Regions from separate parts of the Mus musculus genome. Here all the other regions are linked to region 3. The links are chromatin contacts, called in public HiChIP or PLAC-seq and promoter capture Hi-C maps. All regions are on one chromosome and are shown on one strand. The core of a region is the stretch at or near the end of the contact, and the rest is flanking DNA. Distances in the headings are between cores, read along the strand shown.

Region 1 (2,754 bases), core at 30-2,529, 1.2 Mb before region 3:
CGGTAGCGTGCATATAATGCAGTTTCTTGAGCCAAGTTGCTGGCACGTAGCCAGCGGGTTACCACGGTGCGGCCCTCGCGAGCCATCACAGAGGGATATCTGTGCTGTAGAAGGCGCAACAGCAGCTCATTGCCACGGTTACCTTCCACATCCCCCTCCACTTGGCAAGATGGCATCGAGGGTATATGGTTCGAGGTGCTGACAACATCATCTTGTGTACGTCTGAGCAAGAGTACTGGGCCTGGGTAGCAGCACAGCTGCTCAGCAACATTGAGATTGAAGTGTTCCCGTACAGTGCGTACTACCAGCCCTTTCCAACTCTGGGGCATAACCTTCAGCGCTAGTGGCACCAGATCATCAAAGGTGGCGTCCAGCACTAGTGCACCCAGTTCTGGGTAAGTCATGGTGGCCCAAGTGGCTGTGAAGCCTCCTATAGACCAGCCATAAACCACCACGTGTGCTGGCGGGAAGTTCAAACGGTGCAGCGCATATTTGACCACTACATCCATTGCATTTGCATCATGTTGTGGGAAAGGTGCACCTGTGCTGCCTCCAAAGCCAGGGTGGTTCCAGCCTAGCACTGAGTATCCAGCCTCCAGAGGTGCGGACAGGCAGCCCATCTCATAGAAGCCAGCATTCCCTTCACAGCATATGACCAGACAAAGGCCGCGGCCATGGCTGCCGGGATGCTGACGGCGATCCATGAACATGGTGTCAATCTCATTGCCGTCGCAGGCCACCAGCTTGGCACGCCGCCCACGGTAGCGGTCCACTAGTCGCTCCTGGCCCTGCTGTAGTAGAGGCATTAATGCACGCGTCATCAAGAACATAGAACCGGGGTATACAAGCCAGCGGCCCAGTGAGTGGGCCAGTGCATAGCTAGCAAGCTGGCTGGGCAGCTCACGGATCTGCTGGAGGAGGCACTGCACTTGGCTCCGAGCTCCACGTGGAGGCCTTGTGAGTGTGTCGCCTCCCAGTGCAGCATCGTGTAGCAGCCACACACCTGCAGCAGCTGCAGCACAGGTCAACGCACGTTGACTGCTATTACCAGTGCTTGGGGCATGCAGGTCATCCCAGCGGAAGTCCACCGGCCAGCTGCGGAAGTTGTAACTGTAGTTTGCTGTCAAGTAGATCTTGAACACGTGCACTAGTGCCTTCACAAAGCAGATGACACACATGGGCACTGAAGATCTGAGCTGTTCCCTGAAGGCCCAGTCCTAGTTGTGAAATGACAGCTGGAGATGCAGGCCTGGCCCAGCCGGTGTCTGCGGAGGCAGGGGCCACGCACAGCACAGCACTCTGATGACATGCCTCCTCTGGGTAGGCCCCAATGGCCTTTGTGACCTGTGCCTTCCAGGGCTAAGGAAAAGCTGTATGGCTCAGTTTTGTGAGTCACTGTTGCTGGGAGAAGTGATGCTAGGGTGACAGGCTCACAAAGGCTTCTAAGGCTTTGAATATCTCTAGTTCTGCCCCACCCACCTAGGAAAGTGCCTTAGGACCTCACAGAAACTTCCTAACATGTTTCTACCACCTTGAGCAGCTCCCATCTCCTCCACTAAAGGTAGGCAACCAAAGAGGCCAGAAATAAATACCCTTGACTTCTTCCTTATGGGGGAAGACAATAAAAGAAAAGGGATTTCCCACACCTGGGTCAAACTTGTAGTTGGTAACACTCCCTTATCACCTCCTTGGACTTTGGGGTTCATTTGGGGTACATTTCCTAGAAAATATCTAGGTTAGAACAGAGCTGCTGTAAGAGTCAGAAGGTGTATTTTCTCATAGCCTGACTCCTATAACCCTATACTTACCTTCCCTAGGAAGGAGATGTGGTGGGCTAGGAACATCTTCCCATAGCTCTTCACACACACACACACACACACAACCTTTTCTGAATCATTTTTTTCACTGGGCCAACAACAGCAATCACCTCTAGGTGGGTCCTACCTAGCTATAGTTCCTCTTCTTTTAGCCCCTAGTTGAGTATCTCTCTCCCACTTGAACCAGCCCACAAACTGTATCTTCCCCTTTTTAGAGGGTTCTAGTGGGTAGGTGGGTTCCCTTTTTTTCTCCTGCACTGAAGATGGCCAGCCTACCTGAGGGGGTCAAACAGCTGGAGAGCAGTATACTGCAGCACTTGGGAACTAATTGAGCAGTGGTCCAGACCTGAAACAAATTCTAAAAGCAATGAAATGTAGCCAGATCCCCTGAGTCCGTGGGCTGGGCTTACTTGGCAGTCGGCAGGCTTTTAGGTAAGGTGGTTTCCAGGCTCTAGCAACCGGCCTCTGCTTTCCTGTTCTACTTTTCAATTAAGTAACTGACTGTCTCAAGCAGCTCCACGGCTTCGTGGACTCAGCTGAGGAATGCTGCTGTTCATAGAGGAGACAGAGGAGGAGGACTATAGAGGTGGTTTGAATAGGTATGGTCTCCCCCACAGACAGGCGTTTGAATGCCTGTCCTATGGGAGTGGCTCTATTAGGAGGCGTGGCCTTGCTGAGTGGGCGTGGTCCTGCTGAGTAGGTGTGGCCTTGTTGGAGGAATCTTCAAGCTATGCCCAATGTGGCACACAGTCTCCTTCTGCTACCTGTGCATCAAGATGTAGGGCTCTGTTACCTGTGCAGCACCTTGTCTGCCTGCGTGCCACTATGCTTTCTGCCATGAGGATAATGGACTAAACCTCTGAACTGTAAGCCAGCCCCAGCATCAAATGTTTTCCTTTATTAGAGTTGCTGTGGTTATGGTGTCTTAGTCAGGGTT
Region 2 (2,789 bases), core at 27-2,526, 1.3 Mb before region 3:
TGTAGGTGTTGAATGGACTCTCCAATTCCTACACACTTTGATGTGGTCAGAGGTGGCTACAGAGGTGGGTATGATCCAGTGTCAAAGGGTAGGCTGGGGCTTTGGAGTGGTTGTGTGCAACTGTGGAAGGGAAGGGGGCCAAAGTGCACTTTTCACAACACCTCTGTGGGGTGTGACCATCCACCCTAGCCTCTCAGGTACTTGGCACTTGTAGGGAGAAGTAGGACCTGGGTTTGCTGGGGGCTGAGTTTTCCAGGACGAACCAGAAAGCCCATATACAGCCTTGCTATGGGACTGTTCTGGGTAACTTGATGTTAGCACTTTAACTCAGTCTTTGAGGTCAGTTTTGGGGCAGCTGTCAAAAGCTGCAGTTGGATAGGTACCAGCCTGTGGTGACTGGTAAGTAGTGGCAAACTAGACTGTAAAGCTCTTCCATGGTGGCAGGGCTCATCGGTCTGCCCACCTCCCTACTATGGCCCAAAGGTAACCACCAGCCTACACAGATCCTCAGTAAGAGGGACCATCATGGCAGAGCTACAGAAGGTGGGTGGGCATAGACTTAGAGGGCCAAACCAACCCTGGGTCCTTGGCAAAATGCAAAAGTCAGGGTCTCTACAGATCTACCTCTGGCTCAGCGCTTGCCCTGCCCTAAAAAAACAGAAGTGCCAAGGGCAGACATTTCATGCAGAACCAGGGTGCACTTTATGTTCCTGCACAGGCAGATGATGGTGCCTCCTGGAGGCTTTGGGATCTTCCTGTCCCTATGGTGGTTCTGAAGGGAGAGCTGTTCCCCTGTTGGGTGAAACCCAGGTCCCTTGCCCTGGAGACCTGGTTTCCCAGGTCACCCCACATACCTGACTGCAGCGCCTCCTAAACTTTGGGTTCCTTGGTTTGGTTATAATGCAGTTCTCATTACACAAGTGCATTTCTGGCTATCACTTGTAACCATAGATATACATGCATATATATTCTATCTACAAAGTGTTTTATTTGCAAGATGTTTTGAGGTGAGCTTTGGTCCTGCCCGCCTTGTGGTCATCTGTCCTCATCCTCATCCCCTGGCCCGGAGTGGTGCGGTGGTGGGCCATCAACTATGTATTAAAGTCACTGTATCAAATAAATGTTTATTGATTTTTTTTTTCCAGGGATTTTGTGTGGCTGAGTTTGTGTTGAGGCAAAGGTCATTCTCGGGGCTTGCCGCACGGCCTTGTGGGGATTGTAGTCCGCAGCGTGCCTGCCTCCCGGTGCGCCTCCCCGGCCTCCGCCAGGTTCGGGACGCCATGGCTGCGCCGCCGGCCTCAATGAGCGCCGCCCCTTCGCCCCTGCAGTCTGCTGTGGCCCCAGACGTGCCTGGCCGCCAGGCCGAGCAGAATGAAACGGCGTGCGAGGACCGGTAGGCGCGGGCCTGAATAAGGCAGGGGCCGCGCTTGTCTCTTGGGAGGGGTCGGAGCACGGCTTGCATCTCTTCCTAGAGCCGGGACGGCTCCCGGCATCTCCATAGATGGGCAGCTTGATCTCTACAGCCTTGTGGATCCTGGACAGGTTTCGGCGGCTCTCCAGCGCCCTGGGGCCTCCTGGGCTATGTGTCAGCCACCCCCTGCCAGGGAGAGGGAGGTGGCAGACGACCTGGAGGGCCCCAGCGGACGGAAGGCGGAACTGGCCCAAGCTCCAGCTTTTGGAGGCACTGAGAATGGAAACCTGTTTGACATCTTTAGCGTGGGTCTCTGTTCCTAGTGGGTGCGCACTTGGCTCTGGGCCCCCAGCTGGGCGGTAGGCGTGTTCGACCTTCTGAGTTCGTCGAAATTGAGCGCAAAGTTGCACCTGGCGGCCAGTGGTGCTTGTGAATGTAAGATGGGGTGGTGATTGCCACCTGTCCGAGAGTTTGGGGGCCTTTGAGACTTTCGAGGCTTTCAGGAGAATGGAAGGGGAGATAAGGGTCCTTGTAGGAAGTAGGAGACTTAAGGGTCCTTGTCTTCACTCGGCCTGATCATCACTTGTAGCAACTCTAGGTCGTGGCCGCCAGGGGGCAGTGACCATGCTTGGAAACTGCTCGTGACACCTCTTCCGGTCTGTATGAGTCAGTTGAAGGCCAAATGTCTTCCGGCTTTGCATGCCACAGTGCACCGCCTGAGAAGCTGTAACCCCGGACGCCTTTAGAAAGTGAGGTGCTGGCAGTGGATGAGGTGAATCCCAGCTAGTTCACACACTCCAGGCATTCTGACCAGGAGTCAGACTTTGTGAGGCCGTGGCCAAATTCCTCCTCCGAAGGTTCCTGGGGATACACCTTGAGAAGATACAAACTGCCCTGGTGCCTCAGGCACTGGCAGCAGTAGGGGAGGGAGTCGCTGGTAGACTAAAGCCCAGCTTGAGGTTTCTCCTATTGCCTTTCCCAGCACCTGGCTCCCTATCTGCCTGCCCCTGAGGCCTTTTCCTTGGAGTTGTCTGACCTTAGCCAGCACCGCCATTGGCTTTCATGTCGATATGCAAAGTGGAGATGGATTTGGGATTAGAGAGTGGAGAGAAGTTAATAGGTACTCACCCAGAGCCTTGGGGGGGGGGGGGGGAGGCAGGTTGGCAAGTGAGGCCATGAAAGCCTTTAATCCCCCAGTCCTATGTCTACCTTGTAAAAATGGCTTTGATGACTCTGAACCGCCTTCTGCCTCTTGCAGGAATTCCACAGTAGCACCGGGATGGGTTGCTTGACTAGATTTAACCATAGCAGAGGGATCTTGAGACCTTTCTTTGGTGGTCCAAGTGATGAGCCTTCCTCTCTTCAGTCTCTGCTGTAG
Region 3 (2,931 bases), core at 247-2,746:
CTTGGATGAAGAAAGTCCAAAAGCAGATCTGATGACAACCTTCTGTCTGTGTCACCTGGCAAAGTGGGGCAGAGCTCTCTGCTCTCTGTAAGAGCACTGGTGCTATTCATGGGGCTCTGTCCTTTATGTCCCGATTGCCACCCAAGTCCCCAAGTACTACAGCCTCGGTGTTAAGAAGTCAACATATTGGGGGAGGGGGGGGTGCACTTCAGACATTAGCCAAAAACAGGCAAAGCCTCTGTCTACTTGCACACAAGTCCCCTTTCTCTCAGGCTGAGCCCACAGGGAACATGCCCTCTCCCTCCTGTGGAGCCCATGCAACGAACAGATACACACGTGCTGAGCAGGCAGACACCTCTCACAAAGGTCCAGACAGAAGGTAAAGAATATGCAATGTGTCTCTAGTGCTCTATAGCCTAAAATCTTCCTCTTCCTGGAGCCTAGACAGTCATCCTTACCTAAGACCATCCATTCTCACCCTAAGCTCAGGGCCAGCTGCCAGCAGCAGGAAGTCTTCTATCCTTCAAGACCCAAGACTTCCTCCTCTCCTAGTCAACGTGGTTGCTCTACAGACCCTCATTACCTACCTTCTGTGGCTCCGTGTGTGAGCGAGGGAGCCTGCTTGCTTCTGGGCAGAGTCAGGCAAGCTGGAGTAAGAGATGTTGAAAGGCACGTGAGCGAGAGAGAGAAGGGGGCAGGGCATCCATAGCCTCAGAGGACTCTGTTTCCTGCAGGAGTGCAGCCACAATGTCACTGTCCAAGCCAGCCCCTGCCCTATGTGTCACGCCATGGTTCTACTCATCAGGGTCATCCTGAAATCCAGAGATGCCCATCCACTGTGATACCCACAACCTGAGGCTTAGCCCCTAACCACCTCTACCAATGAGCAGAAGCCAGCTGTCTGTCTCAGGAAGGCCACAATGGGTACTGCAGAGCCCCAGACCCAGTGATGTCTCTAAATAGTAGTCTCCAGAGGCTCACACCCTGGGTGTTTTGTTTTGTTTTGTTTTGTTTTGTTTTGTTTTGTTTTGTTTTGTTTGTTTAATCCACAAAGTCAGGACTATTGAACTCTATCTATCCAATGTCATTCTGGCCGCAGACTAAAAATATAAAGGTTAGACAGGAAAACTTCACCTGCTCAAGGTCAACCCAAGGCAAGCTGGATGTAGATAGCATAAGGGTCCTCTAAACATCTGACTCCCGAGTGGCAAGGCCAACAGCATCTCCCCTTCCTTCATAAAGGCCCACACAGCCTGCCTGTGCTCTGGGCTGGCCAGTACTCCTGTCCAGAGTCACACAGGATGCTGCGGAGATGGTCAAGCTGAGGCACCCAGGCGGCTCGGATTAGGGAGAAACAATTCAGCTCTATGCACATGGCCAGCCGGTTCTTCCACTCTCCCAGAGATGGCCAGACCAGTCTGGCGGCTTTAGTCAGTCCCTGCCTCCTTGCAGCTCCCGGCTGGGAGAATCGGAAACCTGTCAGGCGGGTTTGGTCAAAATTCTGTCTTGCAAGTTCATACTGCTCGCTCCTATCTCTCCCGGGTGGGGATCACTGAGGACCGAGGCCCCTGGAGGTCCAAGGCTGGCCAAGTGGCCATGTGAGTACACGATTACAGCAGACAGGGCCCTTCCAGGAGCCGGGTGGACTGGAGTCGTTGGGGTGCTCACCAAGGGGGCTAGAGACCCAGCTCAGGCTTCATAGCAGGAGGCCGGAGACAGGAAGCAGAAAGCCTGGGAGGCGGGAGGCAGGGACAGGCAGGCTGGCCTGCCTTCACTGTGTGTGGTATGGAGGACTACCTGATGCCTGGTCCTGGGGACCAAGCAAGGAGGAGGAAGACTCAAGGATTTCCTGGGCAGCAATTTGGGTGCAGCAAAAGCAAAGCCAGGTATGACACTGTGGCCCCCATCTCTGCAAGGGGTTCCAGGACCTAGAAATAGGCTGGTGGCCAGCACTGTGTCTTGGATCACTCACTGTCCCCTTCCTTGTGGGTCCAGAGACTTTGCAGCCACGGAAAAGAAAGGAGCACAAAGCCAGGTCCAGCCACCCATAGCTCAGAGCATGCCTGGGGACATTGTCAGGCCCTAAGATTGAGGCAGTGGCTCTAAGTACTTCAGCAGGCATTGGGAGACAGTAAGATCAATCACTAGCCTATTCCGTCCCCCGCCCCCAGGCCTGGAAGGCGGGAGTCAGGTTGCAGGGCCCTCTGTTACCTGACCTGTTACCTAAGCTGCCTTATTTTTTTACTTGTGCCCTGGTAGGCAGTGTGCGCACAAGCATGGGGCGTGCAAATGTTCGTGCCCACCTGCCTGTGTGTACACAGCCATCCTTAACCCCGTGCAAGGGGTGTGCGTGGCGGGGGGATGGGCTGAACTTGTGCAAAGGCGTTTACTTTGGGCATGGACTCAGATGTGGGTTTCTCAAACTGAAAGCGTTGTTCTGTCTGTGGTGGCTGCCTGTCTATCGGGGCCTATGTATCAGAGAGATCCAAAGCCACCAAGAAAGCGTCTCTCGATAAAGCCCACCACCCGACTGACCAAAGCGGTTGCTAGGAGGTCTTTTTGTGTCTAGGCCATATCTCGTGTGAGCTGGTGATTGTAGATATATAACATTTCTGATCTCAAGTCTCTATCAAATAGGAGCTTCTATGGGTGACCATGATGAGATGTGGGAACACATGGGTTAGAAGCACTGTGTTCCCTGCCCAGCCCTCTCTGGAGCACACATGGAAGCTCCCGCTACATACCAGGCTCCTTCTGCCTCCCCAGTCACCACTACCAGATTTATGAATGGGAAAACCAAGGCACAACCAGACAAGTAGCTTGTCTGAAACCACTGTGGGATGCTTTGTCCGTCACAGCAGCATCCCACACAGAGAATGAGATGAGATGGACCAGCTAGACTCTGGTTGGTTCAAATCCAGCTTCTGCCTT

What was found. Promoter capture Hi-C pulls out the DNA fragments that hold promoters and counts their contacts. HiChIP or PLAC-seq counts read pairs in DNA pulled down with a chosen protein or histone mark.
Region 1: a contact with region 3 is called in a promoter capture Hi-C map of embryonic stem cells, with 4 times the contacts expected there. The contact joins the promoter of Abhd16b here to the promoter of Rbbp8nl in region 3.
Region 2: an H3K27ac HiChIP or PLAC-seq map of embryonic stem cells shows a contact between it and region 3, with 3 times the contacts expected there. The contact joins the promoter of Uckl1 here to the promoter of Rbbp8nl in region 3. A contact is called at or near these places in 1 of 39 promoter capture datasets (pre-B cells) and 1 of 115 datasets of contacts at active chromatin or transcription factors (embryonic stem cells).

Annotation. Positions count from the first base shown.
Region 1 is chr2:181,491,731-181,494,484 of GRCm38.p6, reverse strand. Abhd16b (abhydrolase domain containing 16B) reads right to left here and starts at 1,279. Exons shown (of 1, transcript NM_183181.2): 1 at 1-1,279. The coding sequence starts at 1,178. It also overlaps a transcript of Zbtb46 not described here.
Region 2 is chr2:181,580,460-181,583,248 of GRCm38.p6, reverse strand. Uckl1 (uridine-cytidine kinase 1-like 1) reads left to right here and starts at 1,276. Exons shown (of 15, transcript NM_026765.3): 1 at 1,276-1,393. The coding sequence starts at 1,281. It overlaps Zfp512b (zinc finger protein 512B), which reads left to right. Exons shown (of 17, transcript NM_001164597.1): 17 at 1-1,146. Uckl1os (uridine-cytidine kinase 1-like 1, opposite strand) reads right to left here. Exons shown (of 3, transcript NR_027289.1): 2 at 2,621-2,789.
Region 3 is chr2:180,288,444-180,291,374 of GRCm38.p6, reverse strand. It overlaps Rbbp8nl (RBBP8 N-terminal like), which reads left to right and starts at 1,496. Exons shown (of 13, transcript NM_173031.3): 1 at 1,496-1,598. It overlaps Gm29943 (a long non-coding RNA gene), which reads right to left and starts at 680. Exons shown (of 3, transcript XR_867153.1): 1 at 588-680.